2 separate regions of the Sus scrofa genome follow, and region 2 is linked to region 1. Evidence: chromatin contacts called from public Hi-C data. All regions are on one chromosome and are shown on one strand. Each heading gives the region's core, a stretch centred on a gene start, on an enhancer-like site or on the middle of the called end of the contact. The rest is flanking DNA. Distances are from core to core; before and after follow the strand shown. Region 1 overlaps LOC110262151 (a long non-coding RNA gene). Region 2 overlaps MAML3 (mastermind-like protein 3).

Region 1 (4,618 bases), core at 241-2,740:
CTTGCACAGGAATCTCAAGGAGAGAGTGAAGCAAGGGCAGCAGATGCAGAAGTCGGCGGAGAAGGTGGCTGGCTAGGAGTTTGGTGGAGACACTAGTCTTGGGTCATAACAAGTTGGTCACAGAGGGTGATGAGATGACCGGGGCCAGAGGGGCCTCTGAGACCTGGCTGCGCATAACCGTGACTGCCCCTCCAGTTCTCCAGGAGGCATGGCTAGGTGGTTGCTGGTGGTTCCCCGCCATTTTTTTCTTTTTCTGTCTATTCATTCGATAACCTCCTTTCACCAAATGGGCCTGAGTCCCTTGAATCCAAGAGAATCAAGCACTGGATCACACTTTCTATCAAGAACCTGAGGGTTAGGTGGCAAGTCAGTGTCCCCACAATATGTCTGGACTCCTACATAAAGAACCTATTTTTTTGACTCCAACAAATCCCCTGAACAGAATGTGGTGTCTTTTCTCTTTGTCGTGAGTGAAATAATAAAAATGCAAATCTCTGTTTCCTCTGGATGTCAACAGACATTCCTTTTCTAGGGGGAAGTGACCTTTGAGTAATGATACAAAGTAGTAGACTGTAGCTTAAATATTTTAAAAGGGAGTAATGTGGCTAACAATACGGAACATGTATTGTGTTAGCTCCGTGGGCTCTGTACTGCATGCCCTCATCTAGTCCTCACAATAGCCCTGTGAGACAGCTACATGTCTAGTCTCATTTTTATATTTTAGTGACTAACGTGAGACCATACAACCAAGAAGGGGTAGAATGGGATTCAAACTCTTTTTCTTTTTTTTGGCTTTTTAGGGCTGCACCCATGGCATATGGAGGTTCCTAGGCTAGGGGTCTAATTGGAGCTACACCTGCAGGCCTATGCCACAACCACAGCAGTGCAGGATCCAAGCTGTGTCTGCAACTTACACCACAGCTCACGGCAACACCGGATCCTTAACCCTCTGAGCGAGGCCAGGGATGGAGCCTGCAACCTCATGCTCCCTAGTCAGATTCGTTTCCGCTGAGCCACGATGGGAACTCCTCAAACTCTCTTTTTAAAATTGAAGTATAGTTGATCTATAATGCTCTGTGCATTTCAGGTGTACAGCACAGTGATTCAGTTATACATATGTATAAATATATACATATATTTTTCAGATTCCTTTCCCTTATAGGTTAATACAAAATATTGAGTCGAGCTCCCTGTGCTACAAGTAGGTCCTTGTTGATCTCTTTTACATACAGCAGTATGCATACATTAATCTCAACCTCCAATTTATCCCTCCCTCACCCGTTTCCCCTCAAACTCATTCTTAACTCCAGAGCCTGAGCTCCTAACTGGTGTTCTGTCGTGGAGGCAAACTCTCAAAACCATGTTTCACCCAGTCCCTGGATGGGCATTTTCTGTTCCCAGGATGTCTTCCATTAGCAGGCCCAAGCAGAGCCCATGCCTCACCTCTCTGTGGGGCAACTAGTTCTCTTCAGAGTGTCTTCGGCAACACCCACACCCTCTGGTGGACTCAGAGGAGTGATTCCTCTCAGCAGGCTTTGGAACACTTGAACCTGGATTGTAGAAGTCTCTACCTGCTTCTTGCCTTCCCCCCCATCCCCACCCCCAAGAGGAGAGGAGTGTGACAATATGACTTTATTATAGCAGAGAGGTACATGCAACCTGCACAGCAGCTGCAAGAGATCAGGTTGCTGCGGTCTTTCGTGGTGGTGAAACATTTCCAGAAATCAGAAAATGAGTCCCACAACCAAGTCCCTAATTGGGTCTCTCCAGAAGGGCATCGGACAGACGCTTGGGAAAATTTAATACAAAATGGGTTGTCCATGCCTGACACTTATTCGCGGTCAGGTGCAGTCTCATTAGCAGAAACACCAGCCAAAAACATACATCCCTGCTGTGGTCCTATCCGGGAGCTCTCGCCCAGTGCCAGCATCACTCAACAGCACTGAATGGGAGAAGTGTGGTAATTCTCTCAATTGTGCACTTTGGGGATATTTCATTCAGATGCTTATGTCAGTTTCTCAGGATCCCTCTTACATCCTCAGTGGGAGGCCGGGTCAGAACGGGGGCAGTTTCCCAAGTCAATAACTACTTTCCAAGAAGGAAAGCCAGGGATTTTTTTTTCTCTTGGAGCCACAGATTTACAAATACACTTATTCTTTAGTTATTTGTCATGCAAATAACGGTCATCCTTTCAGCTTGTGTATACAGCACTATATGTTGTCACAGAAATCTGTTTGCTTTACCTGCACCTTTGTAAGGACACACCTCCTGCTTAAGAGCCTTGACTGTGTCTTTGTTCAAGAGTCCTAAGTGGACCACCTCTTTAAAAAAGAAGAGATATTCTCAGGGCAGGGTGGGCAAGGGGAGCTAGGGTGGAGCAGGAATCTTTTCAGAATCACTTGGGGGATTCATTTGAACTGTCTTTCCCCTGCTGTCTCTACCACCCCACCCACCCCAACCCAGGAGGAGTCCTTACAATGGAGGGTACATCGAAGGCCTCAGATATATCTAAGTGGAAAGAAATCTTGAGTCACTAGACTCTAAAACGTATTAACCAAATAGAATGGTGACTAGGTCCCCGGGAATGGAATCCTTTTGTAGCAGGTATGATTCTAGGTCCACACATAAAGGTGTGCAAGCGAAATTAAATCTGTCATTTTAGAAATTAGCTAAATTTGAACTTGAGCCCTGATATCTCCAGGCTCATGAGAAAAGTATAACTTCAGTCATGCTGGTGACCTTCCCCCTTCCTCCCTCAAGGTCACCTCAAGTGTCTAGCATATTCTGGAGTGTGGAGGTGGGGTACTCTGGTATTTTCCATCTGTCTCAAAGGTTTCCACGGAGATTTCCTTGTGTTTGGTCCTAAGAGCTTTTCAGGACTGGTGGTACTCTGATGCTTCTGTTGACCTTAATCAAACAGTCCGCCAGCTATTTCTCCAGCAAAGATGGGCTTATTTGGGATCAGCAGAGAATTGCGATTTGAGGTCCCCAGCATGAATGGAGAGAACTCTTTTATAGAGTAGAAAAGGACATTGGGGAAGATAGTAAACAGAGAGCCCATGGCTTTTCATTGGCTGAGGCCTTGCCAGCAAAGAAGAGCAGTCTGCCTTTTCCCTATTGGGCTCTGCTGCTGTCACAGAGCATGAGAGCTCCCCTTCTGGTCTCCTGACTATTTAATTTTTTTTTTTTTGGTCTTTGCAGGGCTGCACCTATGGCATGTGGAGGTTCCCAGGTGAGGGGTCGAATCAGAGCTACAGCTGCCAGCCTACATCACAGCCCCAGCAAGGCCAGATCCAAGGTGCGGCTCCCACTAAGTGAGGCCAGGGATCAAACCCACAACCTCATGGTTCCTAGTTGGATTCATTTCTGATGTGCCATGGTGGGAACTTTTCTTCTGACTATTTTAACTGAGTTTTCTGTTTATTAATTTTTTTACACTTTTTTTTTCTTTTTAGGGCTGCACCTGTGGCTTATGTAGCTAGGTTCCCAGGCTAGGGGTCCAAACCGAGTTACAGCTGCAGGCCTACACCATAGCCACAGCAATGCCAGATCTTCACCACAGCTCATGGCAACGCTGGATCCTTAACCCACTGTGCGAGGCCAGGGATCCAGGGATCGAACCCTCAACCTCATGGTTCCTAGTCGGTTTCATTTCCACTGCGCCATGATGGGAACTTTTTTTTTTTTTTTAAACAATTCAAGTTATACCTAAGTCCAGAGAATCTTTTGGAGGCTTGATGTCCTGTCTACCTGGGTGGTGTATGCAGTGCCTCCCTTATGGGTTCTTGCAGCCTCCTCCTGCTCTATTTGAACACCTTCCCTGATCTCCAGTCCCAGTACAAGGACCTCTCTTCTAGTTTGGAAAAGGCTTCTCTTCCTTCTGTTACCCTCTTTGCCAGCAAACCTGCTAAGTTATACAATAGGCTCAGACATTAGGAAACAAAACCCAGAAATTCTTGGAAGTCACTTCTTTCTGTCCTACCACATATCCCTCTTTTTTTTTTTTTTTTTTTTTTCATCTTTGTAGGGCCACACCTGCGGCATATGGAGGTTCCCAGGCTAAGGGTAAAATCAGAGCTGCAGCTGCCAGCCTATGCCACAGCCACAGCCATGCAGGATCCGAGCCACATCTGTGACCTACACCACAGCTCACGCCAATGCCAGATCCTTAACCCAATGAGGAAGGCCAGGGATCGAACTGGCGACCTCATGGATACTAGTCAGGTTTATTTCCACTGAGCCATGATGGGAACTCCCCACATAACCTGCTTGAGGCACTGAATCAGCTCCACATTTGAGTGAGAGAAACATACAGAGAAGAAAAATCTATATAAATTAGTGACATGAAATACTATTCCATCATAGTTTTATACCTTCTTTATTGGTGATTCCCAGTTCCAGTTTCCAAATAAATCTAGAGAGGTATTTGGGGGCTGTTGCAAAAAATCCTCCCAAACTTTCAAAATCACGTTAATGCTGATAAAAGTTCAATTTGAAAACACAAATAATGGTTCTGGTTAAAGCTCAGAGATTGAAGAGCTGGTAACACCATTTTCCCCTTGTTACAATATGAAAAAGCTAGATAAATATAAAACTAACAACTCTGCCTGAACCTATC
Region 2 (4,166 bases), core at 1,270-3,769, 550 kb before region 1:
GACCCCTGCTGAGGGCAAGATATTTCACTCTTTTCTTTCCACCCTAGACTTGCTACCTGTTTTTACCTTACCCTTCCTTCCAATGGGATAAAGCTGTTTCTTGCCACCTCTGGAGACAAATGGTTGACTGAGCTAACGCTTTAACAAGCGGAGTCACAACAGAGGTATAGGTAATTAACCAATCAGCAAAAACACAGTTATATGGGGTTTTTTACTGTGTACTTCAGTATATTTGATATTTTCCAATTTTGATAAGGAGGAGAGAGCAGGAAAGAAAATGAGACCCAAGGGAAGATCTGGTTTTCTTCAGCCTGATTTTATGAGAGGCCTGGCCTGGGCTGGCCCTGTTTATCTTTGTGCACTTTGAGAGATTCTGGTCCTGTGAGACCTGTGAGCTTGCCCGGGAGTGGCAGGTAGCGATGTGTGGCCTCCCCAGCCTTCTCTGCACCAGAAAGAAAGATCAAGGCAAACGAGGTCAGGATGTAGCATCATCTAAGCACTTCTGGCCCCTGTCTTCCCGGACCAAAAAGAAATCCCCCACTTTCTGAAAGTTCACTTTACGCCACTTTGCTTTTACCAAAGCCCGACACTGGTACCTGTTTTGCTAACCAAAAGACATCTGAAGAGGACTTCTGCTTTTATGAAGAAAAGGTGAAAATTTAACATAGTGTTCAGTGTTTGTTTTGCAGAGAATGATTACAGAGGCAGCTGGCAGCCCCAGCAGCAGGAGTGGCGCCACCAGGCTCCTTCCCCAGGAACTACACTCAGCATCTCAGCATCAAGCTGCCAGAGCTTTGGATTGTGCGAGAGCATCTGCCCTTTATTTATTTTGCACATTCTTAGCAAGACATGTCCTAAGGCACTTGCCTCTTCTTGGCTTTAAGCCATTCCGGCTTAGGAAAGGTTTCACAGGAATGCTCTGCGTTCACATGGGGGCCCCAGGGTTGGGGAAGGAGACCTGTACCTGAAAAGCACGGTGGGGGAAATACCTTCCCAAAGTGATAGTCTGCTTACTGCTTCCCTGGATTATGTATTTCTCCAAATGATTCCCACCCAAAAGTTTTGCCTTCAGGTTTCTCACTGAAGACCTTTAGACAAGGGCCATGTACTTATTTATTTATTTATTTATTAGTATTTTTGCCTTTTCTTGGGCTGCTCCCGAGGCATATGGAGGTTCCCAGGCTAGGGGTCTAATCAGAGCTGTAGCTGGCAGCCTACACCAGAGCCACAGCAACGCAGGATCTGAGCCGCATCTGTGACCCACACCACAGCTCACGGCAAAGCCGGATCCTTAACCCACTGAGCAAGGCCAGGGATCAAACCTGCAACCTCATGATTCCTAGTCAGAGTCATTAACCACTGAGCCACGACAGGGACTCCTGGGCTATGTGCAACATCCGTGATCCGAGGTTGATCCAGCTGTAGGACTTTCCCAACCAGCTCTGCTGCTTCAACAGCAGTGACACCTAGAGCCCCAGGCTCAGGGGTGTGAGCCCAGTGCAAAGACACATGCACGGAGTGACTCACCTTACAAATTGAGCTGGTGAGGCCATTAGCTGTTTCATATGACATGGTGGCTTTTAACCTCCAGTCTGAGAAGGCTTAATGAGCAATAGTCTGGAGAATTTCAGGATTTCAAGCCACTGCTCTTGTTTCTAAGGAGGACACACACTGGGTGTGCAATTAGAGAAAAACCAGGCTGAGCTTTCGTCACCAGAAATGTAATGCCTTGAAGCCAAATGATGCAGTATTTTTAGTTTTAATTACTAGCTTGTTCTCTACTCCACCCCCGGCCCAACGACCTCCCTTGCCTTCTACCCAGAATCTTAATTCCGTCTCTTCCCCTCAGAAATCCAATTGAATACATAGATCTTCATTACTCCCCAAAGCTCTCATGCTTCACTAAAATAAAGGTGGGGGGGGAATCAAAACCAAGGAACCTATTTTACGTATCTTCTCCTCCAGGGAAAAGATCCCTGCAATTTTCTAAGGGCTGGAGAGAGGTAGGAGGTGTAAAAAACACCCCACCTTCCCCAAAGAAGCAGTTTTCTACTTCAAAAAAACAGCTGTGGTAAAAATATCTCTCAAGAGCAGCCAGCTGTTTATTTATAAATCTGTGCGTAGGGAAGCTTTATTTCTCTTATGTGTTTTCAAGAACATGCAGAGTATTTGGGTGAGAAGGGCCGGGGTTGCTGGCGGCAAACCAACGATGACTAGCTCCTTGGGGATGGAGGGCGGCGGGGGACGGCAAAAGGCGGCCGGCGGGGATGAGAGGGTGCCCGGACTTTGCGAAGTGGCTGGAGGCAGCCTAGGGCTTCAGTCTTTTTTCAGGTGTTCTCCTCCGGCAAGAACGCAGCTGCTGTTCTCCTCCTGCCCCAGCAGATGGTGGTGTCAGCCCGGCCCTCGCTGCCAGCCCGCCTGCTCCGCCCGCTCCGCCCGCGCGGCGTGTCCCCCACCCCCAGCTTGCAGATGGCTTAATCATGACTCGCCTTCCTCCCCCACCCCGTCCCCCCGCCCCGCGCGTCTGGGCTAACGCTGCGAGCGTGGAGCCAGGCAGTCAAGTGTTACTGCGTACAGCAGGTAGCCTGGCAACTGAGAGCATAATATCGAGCAGATGGTGTTCGCATGGCGTGATGGACATCACACACGACAGCCTGAGACAATCCAGGAATTCCCTGGTGACTGGAGGCCCTCTTTACACAAAATGAGTTCTCTCTCCATTGCCCTGTATCTCTGGGGTTATCTCCCCCCACCCCCATCTCCGACTGACACTGAACTGGTTTCTTATTACCGACTTTGCTTCCAGCCCGAGGAGAGCGAGATCTCACGTGGGGGGTGGGGGAAGCCGTGGAAGGAAACGGAAGGGCCGGGAGCTGGAGGACGTGATGGGGACGGTGGCGACCCGAGACGGGAGGGAGAGTGGTGCACCCCAGACCCCGGGGCCGGCTGGCCGAGAGGGACGGGCTTCCTCGCAGCCCCAGCTGCAACCAAGCCGGCGCGGGGAGGCGAGCCTGGGCTCAATGTCTTTGCCACCGCAGGGCCTGCAAACTGCCTCAATGAAATTTAGGATTTTACTTAAAAAGTCCCCTGGGGCGTAATTTAGCCTCTCAACTCGAGCCCGTAAGCTTACAAGTCCTTAGGGGACTCTAAGAAGTCAGAAGTGTGGCCCGTGCGCCCCCGGCCGGCCTGAAGATGACTCTCCGCGCAGGCGTCCTTAACAAAGAAACCGACGCGGCGGTCTGGGCGCTGGCGGGGGCGGCGCGGGGGGCCGGGAGGTCTTCCGCCCAGGGCCCCAGGAACTCCGCCCTGCTCTACAGCCGGTGTGGCAGCTGTGCGCCCCAGGGGCGCCGTGCCTGCCCCATCCCCTTCCCGCCAGGCCGTGTGTGCCAGCCGCCTGGAAGGAAGTGGGAGCAGAGGGCTTGGGGGCTGCTAGGAGAGTTGTTCACCGGTAGGAAAATGTAAAATCAATGCATACACAAAAAGCATGCCCCAGAAGACAATTCTGGGCTTTTCACACACTGAAGTGGATCAACTCATTAAAAAAAAAATTTTTTTTCCAGCCCAAACGGAATTTTGCCTAGATTCTATACATCAAGACATTTCTATGTCCAACCTCACACTTTGGGGCTTTCTCCTGCAAAGGCACTGTTCAAATTTTAAGCTTCAGAAGGACGAAGTATTTTCAAAGGTGGAAGCTGACGTTTCACATAGAACATCACTTGCCGAGAAATAGTTCAGCGGTTTCAGGGCAGAGAACCCACACTCCCTAGGAGGCTGTGCGGAGGCATCTGGCTGTGTCTCCCAGGGGCTCAAGGGTGGGGAACTGGCACTAAGAGGCTCCAGGACCCATTTGATGTCTCTGTCTCAATCTCCACCTTCTCAAATGAAAATCACATCCATAGGACTCCTCCCTCAGCAAGAGAAACTTTGAAAGAGCTGTAGAGAGAAAGTGCTAAGAAGATGCTCAGGAAGGTGCTGAAACCTCTCCCACCTCCAGTGCGGGCTGCTGGGAAACCATGATGGGCTAAATCAGGGCTTCTCAAAGTGTGGTTCCAGAACTGGCACCATTAGCATCACCTGAGAGCTTGTTAGAAATGCAAATTCTCAGGCTGGGGGGGGGCGGGCAGGCCTCCTGAATCAGAGCCCCTGGGAACAGTTTAACATGC

The links. Hi-C and Micro-C count contacts between places; a contact is called where the count stands out from the background.
Region 2: a contact with region 1 is called in a Hi-C map of epiblast stem cells, with 2.4 times the contacts expected there. The contact joins two enhancer-like sites. A contact is called at or near these places in 12 of 47 Hi-C or Micro-C datasets (alveolar macrophages, brain, embryonic fibroblasts and 9 more) and 1 of 2 datasets of contacts at active chromatin or transcription factors (skeletal muscle).

Annotation. Positions count from the first base shown.
Region 1 is chr8:86,736,328-86,740,945 of Sscrofa11.1, reverse strand. All of the region lies in intron 2 of LOC110262151 (a long non-coding RNA gene), which reads right to left. Among named protein-coding and RNA genes, the nearest start is that of SCOC, 48 kb to the right of the region's middle. Within about 2 kb of position 1,490, at least 3 of the 83 cell types and tissues checked have an H3K27ac peak or open chromatin away from gene starts, as enhancers often do. A contact at or near this core is called in epiblast stem cells, where this site is marked.
Region 2 is chr8:87,289,569-87,293,734 of Sscrofa11.1, reverse strand. All of the region lies in intron 4 of MAML3 (mastermind-like protein 3), which reads right to left. Among named protein-coding and RNA genes, the nearest start is that of MGST2, 100 kb to the left of the region's middle. Within about 2 kb of position 2,519, at least 71 of the 83 cell types and tissues checked have an H3K27ac peak or open chromatin away from gene starts, as enhancers often do. A contact at or near this core is called in epiblast stem cells, where this site is marked.